Linked DNA regions of Zea mays: regions 1 and 3 are each linked to region 2. Evidence: chromatin contacts called from public Hi-C data. All regions are on one chromosome and are shown on one strand. The core of a region is the stretch at or near the end of the contact, and the rest is flanking DNA. Distances in the headings are between cores, read along the strand shown. Region 1 holds the start of LOC100192826 (putative RING zinc finger domain superfamily protein). Region 2 holds the start of LOC100281758. Region 3 holds the start of LOC103650885 (probable methyltransferase PMT19).

Region 1 (4,251 bases), core at 1,366-3,865, 650 kb before region 2:
GCGTCACCGTGTCGATCACGTCGTCGTCGCCGGTGAGCACCCACAGGTCTCTGGACCGGACCCTCTTCAGGCTCCCGCGGCAGAACGGGCATGACTGGGACCTTGTGTACCTGCAGTCACGGAACATCCAGGTTACAGCGTTCAGCATTGGTGTTGCTTGGAACAGTACAGGATGGGGTCATTAAAACAGTTGGGGATGATCCCTCTTATCGCTACAACAATAGATGGGCCCAGTGGTCACCAAAAGAATCTACTGCAATAACCAATCCCATTGAGTTTATCCGTAATCTAATCTAACTCAAGCAACATTATTGTGAAAGCTACTATTGACTTCGCCAAACTTGGAGTGATGCAGCCGATTGATGAGTATCATTGAAACCAACAACCTGACATGTATCAAAACACAATGACTTGCAGATGACATCCTTGGTACACAAGCATGATCCGCCAGCTAAGAGAATACAATCATTTAGGATTTAGAATGCCACGTCAACGAGTGTCTCCCCTTTTATCCCTTTATTATTTTTTTGTCTGTAACTTAGCAGTTGGCTGGCACTGGTGAATAATGGTTTAACGACTTCATTAAAGCTACAACAGCACTCCCAGTTGTCTGCTTTCGATTCCGTTAATGGACCATTGCTAATTGTTGACGAAACGTGGGGGCTTTTTAACAACGGCGCAAAGTATCATAAACTTTGTCCAGCAAATCTCTGGCATTCAGCTGGACTGCTGGAGGAATGAAGATAATGAATCTCCTGACATGGCACATGGTCATTAGATCACATAAAATCCCTCCTAGTTTTGACAAACAGAAGGCTGAAAAATATAGAACAAGAAACACATGGACTCCCATGCCATCATGGTGGTAAAAAACAAATAGAAGAAACTCCGCACATGAGGGGAGCGAAGATTAAAATGGAACCCCCCTCCCCCCCCCCCCCCCCCCCCCCCACACACACACACACAAACACAAACATTCAGTTCAGGAGAATGTAGCATCTGAATTTGACTAAATGGAGGCTTTAAATGGTGAACATGAAAAAAGAAGTGCATTGGGACTATGATGGGTTGTTCAACCACCCCCTCCCCACTCCCCACCAACAATGAGTGAGTAGAAGTAGCCCACAGAGAAGTTTAAGAAAATCATTACTGAACCACCCTTGCGCTATCAAGAGTTCAAGACTGCGTCAATGCTTACTCGTTTCCTCGAACCTTATCTTTAAAATCGACATCACATTGAGTCTGTTCAAACCGCTAGCGAATTTTTTTAATGGTGGCGTGTGATATCGGGGCCCTAACTGATAACGATCCAGGCTCAGTCAGATATATTGTTGCTTAAATAATACACCCCCCAAACGGATAAGCAAGAGCGACAGGGAGCAATACCAGTCTCGGTAACAGTTGATGCACATGGCATGGTTGCAATTCGGAAGGACCATCTTGGTGCAGGTCTCCAGGCAAATGCCACACTCATCCTCCCTGTCATCTTCGGCAACAAGCTTCCGACCGCCGCCGCCGCCGGCGGCGGCAGCAGCAGACCACCCTTTGTCCTTGCAGTCCTTGTCCATCAAGTTGTCCTCCAGTTGTTGCAAGAAAGGGTATATGATAGCTGCATTCCATGGGGTCCCAAAACTATATTAAACCACTGCTGCAGCAGCAGCAGCAGCATCAACAAAAAAAAATCTTGAACAGAAAAAAAAAGCTTCTTAATCACTAGTTTCTATGGTGGATAGTAAGCATACTGTAGAATTCCTTCAGGCTCGCCCTCCTTTCTATGGTGGATATGGAGGCATCTTCATCGACATAAACCTGCGTGTTCAACCACCAAGACCGTGTCAACATTCAAAGCCTCAGGAGATACCAGTCAGTTCGTCGTGGATTCAGCAAACTCTCTCGGCAAGTGCTATTCGTCGGTACCTTGTAGACGAGAACCTCGAGCAGGCCAAGGTAGCTAGGGAGCGTGTATGACAGGGAGCAGCTGCAGTCCATCCATTGGATAAGGTTGAGAAAGATTGGAGCCATGGAGCTGTAGGACAGCCTCATCTGCACGCAGGCACCCCCATACGCCCTGTGTATAGCATGCGCCCTGGAGAAGAGAGAGGGGATTTTACCTATATTCATCAGTAAACGCATAGAACACGAGCCGAATACAATCGGGGACGGAAAACGAAAGGGCAAACTTTTCCCTACTCTACAGCTTTTCCAAAGAAAAATCAGGTAGCAAAGGAGAACGCCGAGAATCAAGAGAGTAGGAAATACAGGGCAAATTAAAAGGGAGGAGAGGACTTACAGGGTGTTGGCATGGTGGATATCAGCTTCAAGCGCCTTGAGAGACCCCCGGAGGGACAGAGGCCTGCCGCCATGGAACATGACTCCCTCTAGAACACAAAACGAAGCTCCTCTTCCGCTTCCTCCACCCCCCGCTATTCCAAGCTCTCAAGCCTATAAAAAACACACAGAGACTTGGGCAAGGCGCAGAAGGGGCGGGCTCGAGCTCAAGAAGCAACGAGCAAGCAAAAGCAAGGCAAGGAGAAGGCCAACAAGAAAAGAAACGATAGACGCAAGCTGCTCTGGTCTGGGTTTGTGGGAAAGTAGTTTTGGGGGAGGGAAACTGTGAAAGGGGGGCCCTTTGTCCCTCCTGCGTCCCCTTGGGTTTTTATATAAGCAAGGAGTGCAGGAGATGTCTTGGCAACTTGCAAATTGTTTTTGCTTGGTTTGCTTGACAAGAAGTGCAAAAGCTTTGGAATAAAGTTTGGGGGAGGGAAGGAGACAAAGGCTGAGGAAAAAAAAGCCTACACTGATAGAGGGCACTCATGGTGCTTAGATTAGGAGCAGTTATGGTGCCGTTCTGCTGTCTCCAAATTTCCACTCTTGCCCAATTGTTAAATTGTTTTAAGACAAAAAAATGACAAAAAATATATTGTAAGTGAAAAGCCTATACGAATAATTTATTTATATGATTTGGATTGTTTATTAAAATCTGGAACACAAAATGTTGCAGACGAGAAAGGTTCTGGAGCAGAATGAGAGAGAGAGAGAATGAAAAAGAGAGAATAATAGTGTGGATAGATTGATGACGGACGGATGGTGATAAAGGGTCGATGGACGGCTTGGGGTAGGGCTCAGATGACACGCAGAAAAAGAGGGGTCCGGTGGCGCAGGCGGCAGGTGGCTGGCTGAGCCTATCCACTAGCAGCACGGTGTGGGACCCGGCGCCGGTTTATGTGGGATCCACAATCATATTCCTTGTGATTCATTGTGGCCATGGAAAGAGATATCCATTATCTCCTGGCAGCACGGTTGCAGAGTTCTTTTAAAAGTATTGGATAAAGCTGTGTTGTTTGAATGCTCTACTGCTAAAAAATTGCTAGATAGCTAGCTAACTATACTAAAATTAGTTAATGGCTTAACTATTAGTTAGAATATTTGAATGTCTTCGGCTAAGAGCATCTCCAACAAAAAAAAAACTCTATATTTGAGTCCTTAAAATTAAAATAGGACATGACTTAAAATGTTTAGGGCCACAAGAACGTCTGTAACTCCAACTATCGAGCCATATATCAAATTTTTAGGAAATAAATAATGTTATTTAGGAGATAAAAGGTTAAAATAGTGTATAAAATGATATAGGACCTGAGATATCGAGCCCTATAATAGATTAATGATTCTTTTGTAAAATAAAGCCATGTCAGAGCATGTTTTTTTTATGTTAGAGTCCTATAGTTCAAAATATGACTCCGTTTAGCTCTAATTTTAGTAGCTAACAGTTAGCTCTAGTGCATTCAAACATAACATAAACGTTGTTCGCATTAAATTTTGTGCTTATATGAAAAGTGTACAATTCGAATTTATTCCCAGTCAAACAAGCTAACGTTTTTGCAAGAAAGAGTGCCAAAATTTATAATAACAGAGAGGTATTTTTTTAATATAAAAAGCTTGGTGAAAAGTAAGATAATCAGGCTCGGTACTACTACTACTACTCTGTCTTTTTTTTCCCGTGGTTTGTTTACCACCGTAAAGTTCCTGGGGCTGTAGAAATTCCATCTCCATCTGTGGCCTAATTCTTCCTGCCCACAGGTTTAATATATACCTTGATCGTCCAATCCAAGCACGCCCCCGGTCACCGTATGGTTTCGCGTACAAGTGCGATGCAAACAGTGTAGGCAAGCAATCCTGTCCGGTCCGTGGTCCCGTTCCGCTCTCTGGCCATGGACCATGGCCGCAGCAGCACCAGTGTTTCCCACTACGAGA
Region 2 (4,189 bases), core at 869-3,368:
CAGGGCCCTCTTAGAGAGGGTTGGCCGCGCAGGGATGAGGACGAGACAGGCGCTCGCGTGAGGCCGCTCGCTCCCTCTCCCGCGTGGACGCTTGTAACCCCCTACTGCAAGCGCACCCGACCTGGGCGCGGGACGAACACGAAGGCCGCGGGATTTCCACCTCTCTCACGCCCATCTCCGGCCACCTCACTTCCCCCCTTCGCGCTCGGCCTCGCGTCGACCCATCTGGGCTGGGGCACGCGGCGACATTCACTCGTCGGCTTAGGGACCCCCGGTCTCGAAACGCCGACAGTACTGTACATATTTTAGTTTTGCTAAATCTGGTGTTTAAAATATTAAAATGGATAGAGGAGAGGTGAGAGAAACTCTCTATATAGATGATCCAACGGTGTCCTCTAAATTTATAGAACCATTTAAAATACGTTGTTGGGGGTGCGTAGAGGATGAAAAATCTTCTCTAAAATTTAGGGTACAAGACGTACAACTTATTATTGAAGACAATTTAATGTCCGCGATAAGCTATGGTTGGAAGCAGCTAACGCAATGAGGGAAAGGCAGAGGAAGATGTTGGAGCCACAAGAGACCGAGTATAAGGATATCATGGACCCAAACTTAAAGAAAATGACCGATCCTCGTGTCTCGCATTAGGGCTTGTTTGGGAGGAAGGATATCGGAAGGGATTGGTGGACTAAAATCCCCTTCGGCATCCTGCTCCCAAACAAGTCATTAACCAGTTTTACACTACCAAATGGAAGGTTAGGCTTGGCATAGGTTAGATGTAGCTGTTGGTTGTGCAGGAGATGTGAATGTATGTTTTGGTAGCGTCAGATTTTGCCGCCTGTTGGAAGTTGTGATTTGGCAATTTTGACTGTCATGCTTCCGATCAATGACAATTATTTGCATTGGTAGGCGTTTAGTGAGCTTGTCTAGTAAGTGAAAACAGACCAAATCGGATGATTTTTGGACGGTTTGCAGCCTGAGCTCATGTTTATATGGGACTGAAACAAAGCAATAGCTGATGGTTCGTTGGGACTGGATCTTTATATATATATGAGGCGTGTGTTGAACAGAGAGCATAAAAAAACATTGCTCTGACATTCCAATCGTGTTGATCTAAGGCTATCCTTAGAAATTTACACTGTTGATTACACTAGAATGAAGTTTTAAATACAGACAGGCTAACCATGTGCTGGAAAGTCGAAACCTCGTTCCGGGTGCGCGACCTGATCAAACGCCGGGCGGGCGGGCAAGCTAGGCTCTCACGTCGCGATTAGGATATCAATTCGCCTGGTCTATGCGTGAAGCTTTGTGCAAGTAGTAGTATCAATTTATCATACTACCATGAGCGTTGCGTAGCAGCAAATGTCTAGTCTAGATTGACAGTTGCGCTGCTGTATCGGATCGGAATGCATGAATCAAGATCCCAAGGTTTCCGATCTGCATCATGCCTGCTAAGTGCTAACCGCCAAAGCGGGGGGGGGGGGGGGGGGGGGGGGGGGGGGGGGGGGGGGGGGGGGGGGGTCCCCGTTGCTTCCTGTGTTGTTTTCGCAACCAAGCACATCGGAGCCGAGGGACGTGACAGGCAGGAGGCCGGACCTACCGGCCAGAAAATCCCAGCAAAGCGTACAGTAGTTTGGACCAATGGCTGAAGCTTACCACGGTCCACGGCAGCTTTTCCTGCATCGCTCCGTGGCCGCGCGCAAGTCGACCGATCGCGCCAAAGTTTCGCCAGCAGGCTTCCTTCTTGAACTTGTCTCCCCTCCTCTTCCAGCTTCCACTCCAATCAGCAGCTGGCGAGGGGCCGAACAGTGTCGCCTGGCTGCTCACCTCTCTGCTCCTTCCTTCGGCCTTTCCTTCCTTCCCTCCCTCCCTCCAGAGTCCGGAGCAGAGCTGAGAGCAGTCAACCGGGCTGTCGTCGGCATTGGTGCGGTACGTGCGAGCCCGAGCGGTGCGACGCAGGGGGGGGGGGGGGGGGGGGGGGGGGGGGCAGTGAGAGAGACGACACGCGAGAGCGAAGCCAAGCGAAGGAGGAGCTTCCTGGCGCGCGCGGATCGCGGAGGCTGTATATATATAGTCGGAGGGCGCGCGCTCCGGTCCGGTAACGTGCTGCAGGTGGGGGGTGGCGCAGGGCAGGATTAGGCAGGGCAGCGCCGCGCCGGCCGGACCGCCCGTCCAGGAGCCAGGGACTTTCGGCCATGGGGGACGGTGGTGCTGACGACGCCTCCTCGCCGCCGCCGCATGACGGGGGCTTCTCCTACCTCGCCGTCTTCCACAACTACCCCCTCGTCGCCGCCCTGCTCGGCTTCGCCGTCGCGCAGTCCATCAAGTTCTTCCTCACATGGTACGCCTCGCCCGTTCCCCGATTCCCTCCTACTCCTCTCGTCCTGCCTCTTCTCCCCCTTTTTGTGTGCTTGGGTCTGGGTCTGGGATCGGGCGCGAGCGTGGTCGGATCCGCATGCTGCTCCGTCGGTCGAAGCTGCCTCTTGACACATTGTTCGACTGTTCTCATTTCCTGGACATCCGAAGCGAGACTAAGAATTCCCCCCTCCCCTCCCGTTTCTTTTCTTTTTTTTGGTTGCCTATACAGCTAGAGGAATGAGTGATGATAGCCTGGGAATGTAATGGTATCCTGTGTGCTGGATTTGCTTTCATTTGTCGATGGTTTTGGTGAATTGACCTGGAAGCAAATGGAATTGGCCTTGATCTGGTGGTCAAACTAGGGAAGAATTGTGGGTCAGTGCATGTTTTATGGGGCGACTGGAATCATTGATGCAGTGCAGTTTGCTGGTTATTTACACCACATTTTTTTTATCAATTGGTCTGTCCTGGTAAAAGTATGATCTTTGGATGTGGAATCCACACATAATGCTGTCTCATTTTAATTTTTATGTTCCATTGCGGGAACCTTGATCATTCTACTCTACTAGTGCATGCTTTATGGGGCGACTGGAATGCATTGATCATTGATGCAGTGCAGTTTGCTGGTTATTTACACCACATTTTTGATCAATTGATCTGTCCTGGTAAAAGTATGATCTTTGGCTGTGGAATTCACACATAATGCTGTCTCATTTTAAACTTTATGTTCCATTGTGGCAACCTTGATCATTCTACTCTACTAGAAATATATACAGGAAGAAACAGGTTGGGGCTTTTCTTTTTAGAAAATGAAAATTATCCACAGTGATTGTAGACCTTGAGTTCAATCATCAGATTTCCAGATAGATGGTCAAGGAACGCTTGTAACAGTGAAGCCAGGCAAGGAGATAAACACATAGAGTTCTTATTGTGTTTATAAACAAGAATGTTCTATTTGGTTTGTCTTATTGCCCTATTTTGGCAAAAGGATGATTATGCATCAAGGGTTCTTGATTCTTTTTTCCCACAGTTTTGATGTATATGATACATCAGCGTGCACTTTATGGAAGATCAGCTATAAATTTATGATTCAAGTCTGAACAGGTGTTTATACTGTTTCTCATGCAGAAGTAAGTTTGATTTCTTCTTGTTTTTTTAAACAAAGGTACAAGGAGAACAGGTGGGATCCCAAGCAGCTTATCGGCTCTGGTGGCATGCCATCATCACATTCTGCCACGGTTACAGCACTAGCAGTAGCGATTGGGTTGCAAGATGGCTTTAACTGCTCCCTCTTTGCAACAGCAACTATATTTGCAAGTGTGGTAGGTTATCAGTTCTCCATCCCAACCTATATCCTTCTGAAGAGGTTTTACTTCTTAGATCTTGATAGAAGAAAAATGATCATTTATATTGTTGTTGCTTGGATGCAATTTTCAGTTTCGGGTTGGACGTTGTTCTGTTGCATGTGGACATATTGTGCACACATTTGTACTGACTTCCTTTTGGTTAACTCCATTTTTTTAACGCAAGTTAATTCCAGGTTTTGAGATCTTACAAATTCACTTTTTGTGACTTGGCAGGTAATGTACGATGCTTCTGGTATCAGATTGCATGCTGGAAAGCAAGCAGCGGTATGTAATAACTCTATGCGTGGCATCTGTAATGTTGGTTCGGTAGCCTTTCTATATCGTTACAACCTTGTGATAGCTCTCTATGTATTATGATAACAATTTGTGTTGTGCTTATGTTGAACTTAATTTTGTTTTCTCCAATTTTTAGGTACTGAACCAAATAGTTTGTGAACTTCCTTCTGAACATCCCTTGTCTGAAA
Region 3 (4,713 bases), core at 174-2,673, 650 kb after region 2:
CGCGGGCGTCTCCGGCGCGAGAGAATTAACGGCGGCCACACACACGGCACGGGCTCGGCGGACCGACCGGTCACGGTCTGGCCGCTCTCGTAGCTTGCAAGATACATGGAGAAAGAAAGTGTCCCGAGCGACGGGTCCCCGCGGTCCTGTACTCCTCTGCAATTGCAAGCTAGCGATGCTACACTACGATCGATCATGACGAGTCGCCGTCTTCGAGAAGGACGCGCGAGACCGTTGTGGCGAGCGGAGCACGGACAAGATGCAGCGTACGCAACGTACGACAGCGGCCGAGATCCTCCTCCTCCTCCTGGTCTAGGGACTGGGCGGGTGCGTGCTCGCAAGTCATTGAGTTGTACTCCTGCTGTAGCGTGCGTACGACGGTCTCCTTTGGACACGTGTGGTGTGTTGCGCGTCAGCTGCGACTGTCGTGTCCTCTACTCTGCCCGTACGACTGACTCGTCGAGATTATTGCTACAATTTGTCCGAGTAATTCGAGACCTTGCAAGTTGTTTTTACTGTCTCGTATGGACTGTAGTCTACGGCTGGCCGCTTTTCAGTGTGGAGTGTGGAGTTTCGACTGTAGTCTACGGTCTTCTGAAGAAAACTGTGGGTGTCTTTTTCGGGCGCCAATCACTGCACAAGAATCCGCGATAGTGCTCTCTACACAGGGGCGGATGATCCATGGTCAGGGGTCGGATGGTACACGACCTGGCGCATTTCTGCCTGTCGGTCGGACGGTCCATGCTCTGGGGCCGGACGGTCCGCGCGTGTGCAGAGGCGGCGAAAGGTCGCCGGCAGCGCCTGGATTTCGCTCCCGGGAGGGACCCCGTCAGAGAGGAGAGATCCTAGATGATGTCTAGGCTCGGGCAGACTGACCTAGACTCCTCTAATCGACGTAGAGTCGAAGAGAAACGGTGAATTTGAGAATTGAGAGGTTAAACTAGAACTACTTTTAATTGTATTGGAAATAAATGCGAGATAAAAATGTTATTGGTGATTATAAATCGGCCGTATACCTATGTATTTATAGAGTATGAGAGTTGGACCCGTTAAAAAAACTCCCCGAGTTAATTCCATTAATCTCGTTAACAAATACAGTAAAAAACTCGGAACCCTAGACCGCGTATTTTGTGGCTCAACAAAAACCATACGAGATGATGCAGTACGACATTGCACTTGCACGGATAAAAAAAACAAAAACAGTTAAGCCATCGCGATTTCGCATGTGCACAATCTCTCTTTCGTCTCAACAAAAAAAAACATCCACACGACACGACGACGAAGTGACGAGCGCATCAGACGAAAAGACCGTAAAAGCCAAGGAGCACGAGCCACTGGTGGCGCAGGCAGGCCCCACGAAGCCCCAACGGCCGGGCCCGCAAAGCAGCAACCGCTCTCGTCGCACTGTATGTAGTCCTCTCCTCTGCCCTGCCTCTTCAAATACGAACTGGGCGGCGCCACCACTCTCGCCGCACTCACCCGGAGTCGGAGCGGAGCATCCGATCCTCCACCAGTCCACCACCGAGTGCACTCAGCCACACACCAGCTGTTGTGCCCTGTGCGGCGCTCTACTGAGCGATACGCGGACTTGGCGGCGGCCATGCCACTCTCGGAGCCGTCGGCGCCGGCCGTGCTCGCGGCGCTGCCGCGGGCGCTCTCCCTCGCGGCCGCGGCCGTCGCGGCCGCAACCGCGACCCTCCTCCTCATCTCCGCCGTCTTCTCCACCCCCCACCACGCGGCGTCCTCCTCGTCCCCTCAGCTTTCCCCGTCCGCCAGCGCCTCCACCGCGGCGCCTGTGGCCCCGGCGCCCGCACACGCGCCCGACTCCGGCCCAGGCCACCCCCACCCCCCGCCTCCCGTTCCCCCGTGCCCTCCCAACGCCACCCACGACGTCCCCTGCCACGAGCCTCCCTCGCGCGAGCGCCACTGCCCCCCGCGCCCGCCGCCGCCGCCGCCTCTTCTTCCTCACCCGCCAAAGGACCCGCCGCCGCACCCTCCGCCGCACTGCCGCGTCCCGCCGCCGCCCAGGTACCGCCCGCCCCCGCCGTGGCCCGCGCGCCGCGACCGCGCGAGGTACGCCAACGTGGACCTCCCGCCGCTGCCCCCGGTTAAGGCGGCGGATGGACAGCAGCAGGACCCCGTTCACGGTCGCGGGGAGTGGCTGCTGTTCACCGACGGGGTGCAGGGTTATGTCGAGCGGCTGGAGCGCGTCGTGCCGCTCCGCGACGGCGTGGTGCACACGGCGCTCGACATCGGATGCGGGGTGTGTTGTACTCGCATCGCATGAAAGCTTGCCGATTCAGAAACTACTCGTTGGAAGTCTCTCTGTTCACGTGTCGATGTGTGTCCCTGACAGGTCGCGAGCTTTGGGGACTATCTGCTCAACTATGGCGTACTGACCATGTCCATTGCTCCGAGGGATAGATTTGAACCGCAGGTGCAGCTCGCCTTGGAGCGTGGACTGCCTGCAATGATCGGAGCGCTTGTTGCCCACAGGCTACCGTATCCATCGAGGTCCTTCGACATGGTGCACTGTGCGGACTGCCGTGTCCCATGGACTGCTCATGGTAGGACATGCAAGACGTCATGCTATTCCTGATTAAACATACTTCCTTCCTGATGCATCATCTATTCATTTATTATTTCACTGATTACTAATTGTTCAAAATAAAGTGATTTTCCTATTGGCAAATGTTGGAGTCGGTGAACACTGAACAGAACAGGACACCCTCCTCATATGTCGATGTCAAAACTAAAGTACAGTTTGTTTGTTTTTTTAGTCGAGTGCTCTTGTTCTCATTCACCTATAGCTGATTCCAGATGGGCTCTACATGCTGGAAATCGACCGTCTTCTCCAACCTGGTGGCTATTGGGTTTTCTCTAAGCCACCCGTCAACTGGAAATCTACATACAACATTTCGAATCAAGGGACCATAGACAAGCAGGACAATCAAGTAGCTATGGATGACATGTCGAAAAGGCTTCGTTGGACGAAGGTGTCTGAAGAGGGCACAATTTCTGTTTGGAGAAAGCCTTCTTGTAATCTCCATTGCGACCAAGAAGCAAATGCAAAGCTTGCTGGATTGCCACCACTCTGCACAGGAGAAGACCCAGATAGTGCCTGGCAAGTTTATTACTGTCCCCTTGTCACTTTGCATCTCCGGTCAATTGAAATGAAACATGTGCAAATCTTATCAACCACGGCACAACCTGATCCATTTTTTTTCTTTGCCTTCATGTTATCCTTGTGATATGACGACGCACACGATAGTTTAGTTGGACAAGTAAACATATTTGAGTTGATGTTGTGATTAGTAATCTGAGACTGACGAAATTCATTTTTTCCCCTAAAGGTCATGAAGTACGAACTTGCTATGTTTTGTTCTGAATGAGTGAATGTCATGTGCAGTTGTAAAGTTTATTTAGTCAAATATATAGTACCCGGAACATTTTGGGTAATTCAAAGTGACACGAGCACAGTACTATAATATGCATAACATTTTGGCTAATTCAAAGTATTCCAAGGAACTTGCTACGAAACTTGGGGGGGGGGGGGCACTTGTTTCGAATTCTTCCAACATTACAGTCTTGCTGAATATAAATTTTGTGACGGTGCAGGTATGCGAATATTTCGACAGTACAATCTTGCTAAATATAACTTTTGTTACGGTGCAGGTATGCAAATATTTCAATGTGTATGACATGTATTCCAAGAGCTGAAACTTTTAATGGCTGTGCTGGTGGTGCCATGAAAAAATGGCCTAAAAGACTTGGTGCAGTGCCACCAAGGATAGCCAGTGGGGAAATCGAGTGGCTGTCCATTCAGAGATATAGATACGACACTCTGGTTTGGGAGAAAAGGGTTAACTTCTATCTCACGTATCTAAATTTTTTGTCTAATGGAACCTACAGAAATGTCATGGACATGAGTGCCGGTTCTGGTGGCTTTGCCGCTGCTATGTCCAAGCATCCTGTCTGGGTCATGAATGTGGTTCCTGCAAATACGACAGAGAACGCCCTTGGTGTCATCTATGAGCGTGGTTTGATTGGAACATACACTGACTGGTACTGTTAATGAAACCTTTTTCTTCTTGAAATAAACTGACACTCCCAAACTATACAGTCAGACATACAAAATAACTCTCCATGTTGCTTGTTAATATGTTTCCAGGTGCGAGGCCTTCTCTACTTATCCACGAACATACGATCTGATACATGGTAATGGAATCTTCAGCTCCCATATTCACAAGTAAGTGACCCGCTAACTTGGCGATGTTAAAAAGCCACTGAAAGAGAACAACAAAAGGCATAGACTGCGATCTGCGAAGCAAGTGAACAATTCAAGTAGCACACACTAGTCCCTTGCAGTTAAATTAAGTCCCGGCTCAGCCATCCATCTTGACACGAAACTATTCTCTGTCAGGTGTGGGATTATCGACATCCTGGTTGAGATGGATCGTATTCTCCGGCCAGGGGGTGCCGTCATAGTTCGGGACAGAGCCGACGTCGTTCTCAGAGTCAAGAAGGACGCCGACCGTCTACGATGGCATAGCCGAGTTGTCGACACTGAAAATGGGCCTCTGGATCCAGAGAAGCTCCTCATTGTGGACAATTCCCTGCCACTCCCAGGGAGCTGAATAGAAGTGAGAGCACTAGCAAGAACCCGCAGGATCAGATCAGGCTTCTAGGTGACGGTCTGCTCATGTTTCGGGA

What was found. Hi-C and Micro-C count contacts between places; a contact is called where the count stands out from the background.
Region 1: a Hi-C map of bundle sheath shows a contact between it and region 2, with 4 times the contacts expected there. The contact joins the promoter of LOC100192826 here to the promoter of LOC100281758 in region 2.
Region 3: a Hi-C map of ear shows a contact between it and region 2, with 2.4 times the contacts expected there. The contact joins the promoter of LOC103650885 here to the promoter of LOC100281758 in region 2. A contact is called at or near these places in 3 of 25 Hi-C or Micro-C datasets (ear, endosperm and tassel).

The regions. Positions count from the first base shown.
Region 1 is chr3:170,393,807-170,398,057 of Zm-B73-REFERENCE-NAM-5.0, forward strand. It overlaps LOC100192826 (putative RING zinc finger domain superfamily protein), which reads right to left and starts at 2,616. Exons shown (of 5, transcript NM_001138017.1): 1 at 2,291-2,616; 2 at 1,918-2,086; 3 at 1,743-1,809; 4 at 1,387-1,609; 5 at 1-110. The coding sequence starts at 2,370.
Region 2 is chr3:171,044,718-171,048,906 of Zm-B73-REFERENCE-NAM-5.0, forward strand. It overlaps LOC100281758, which reads left to right and starts at 2,119. Exons shown (of 5, transcript NM_001154678.2): 1 at 2,119-2,341; 2 at 3,524-3,680; 3 at 3,939-3,989; 4 at 4,138-4,189. The coding sequence starts at 2,196.
Region 3 is chr3:171,690,547-171,695,259 of Zm-B73-REFERENCE-NAM-5.0, forward strand. LOC103650885 (probable methyltransferase PMT19) reads left to right here and starts at 1,424. Exons shown (of 6, transcript XM_008676476.4): 1 at 1,424-2,263; 2 at 2,357-2,567; 3 at 2,821-3,124; 4 at 3,676-4,065; 5 at 4,172-4,249; 6 at 4,424-4,713. The coding sequence starts at 1,601. The coding sequence ends at 4,637.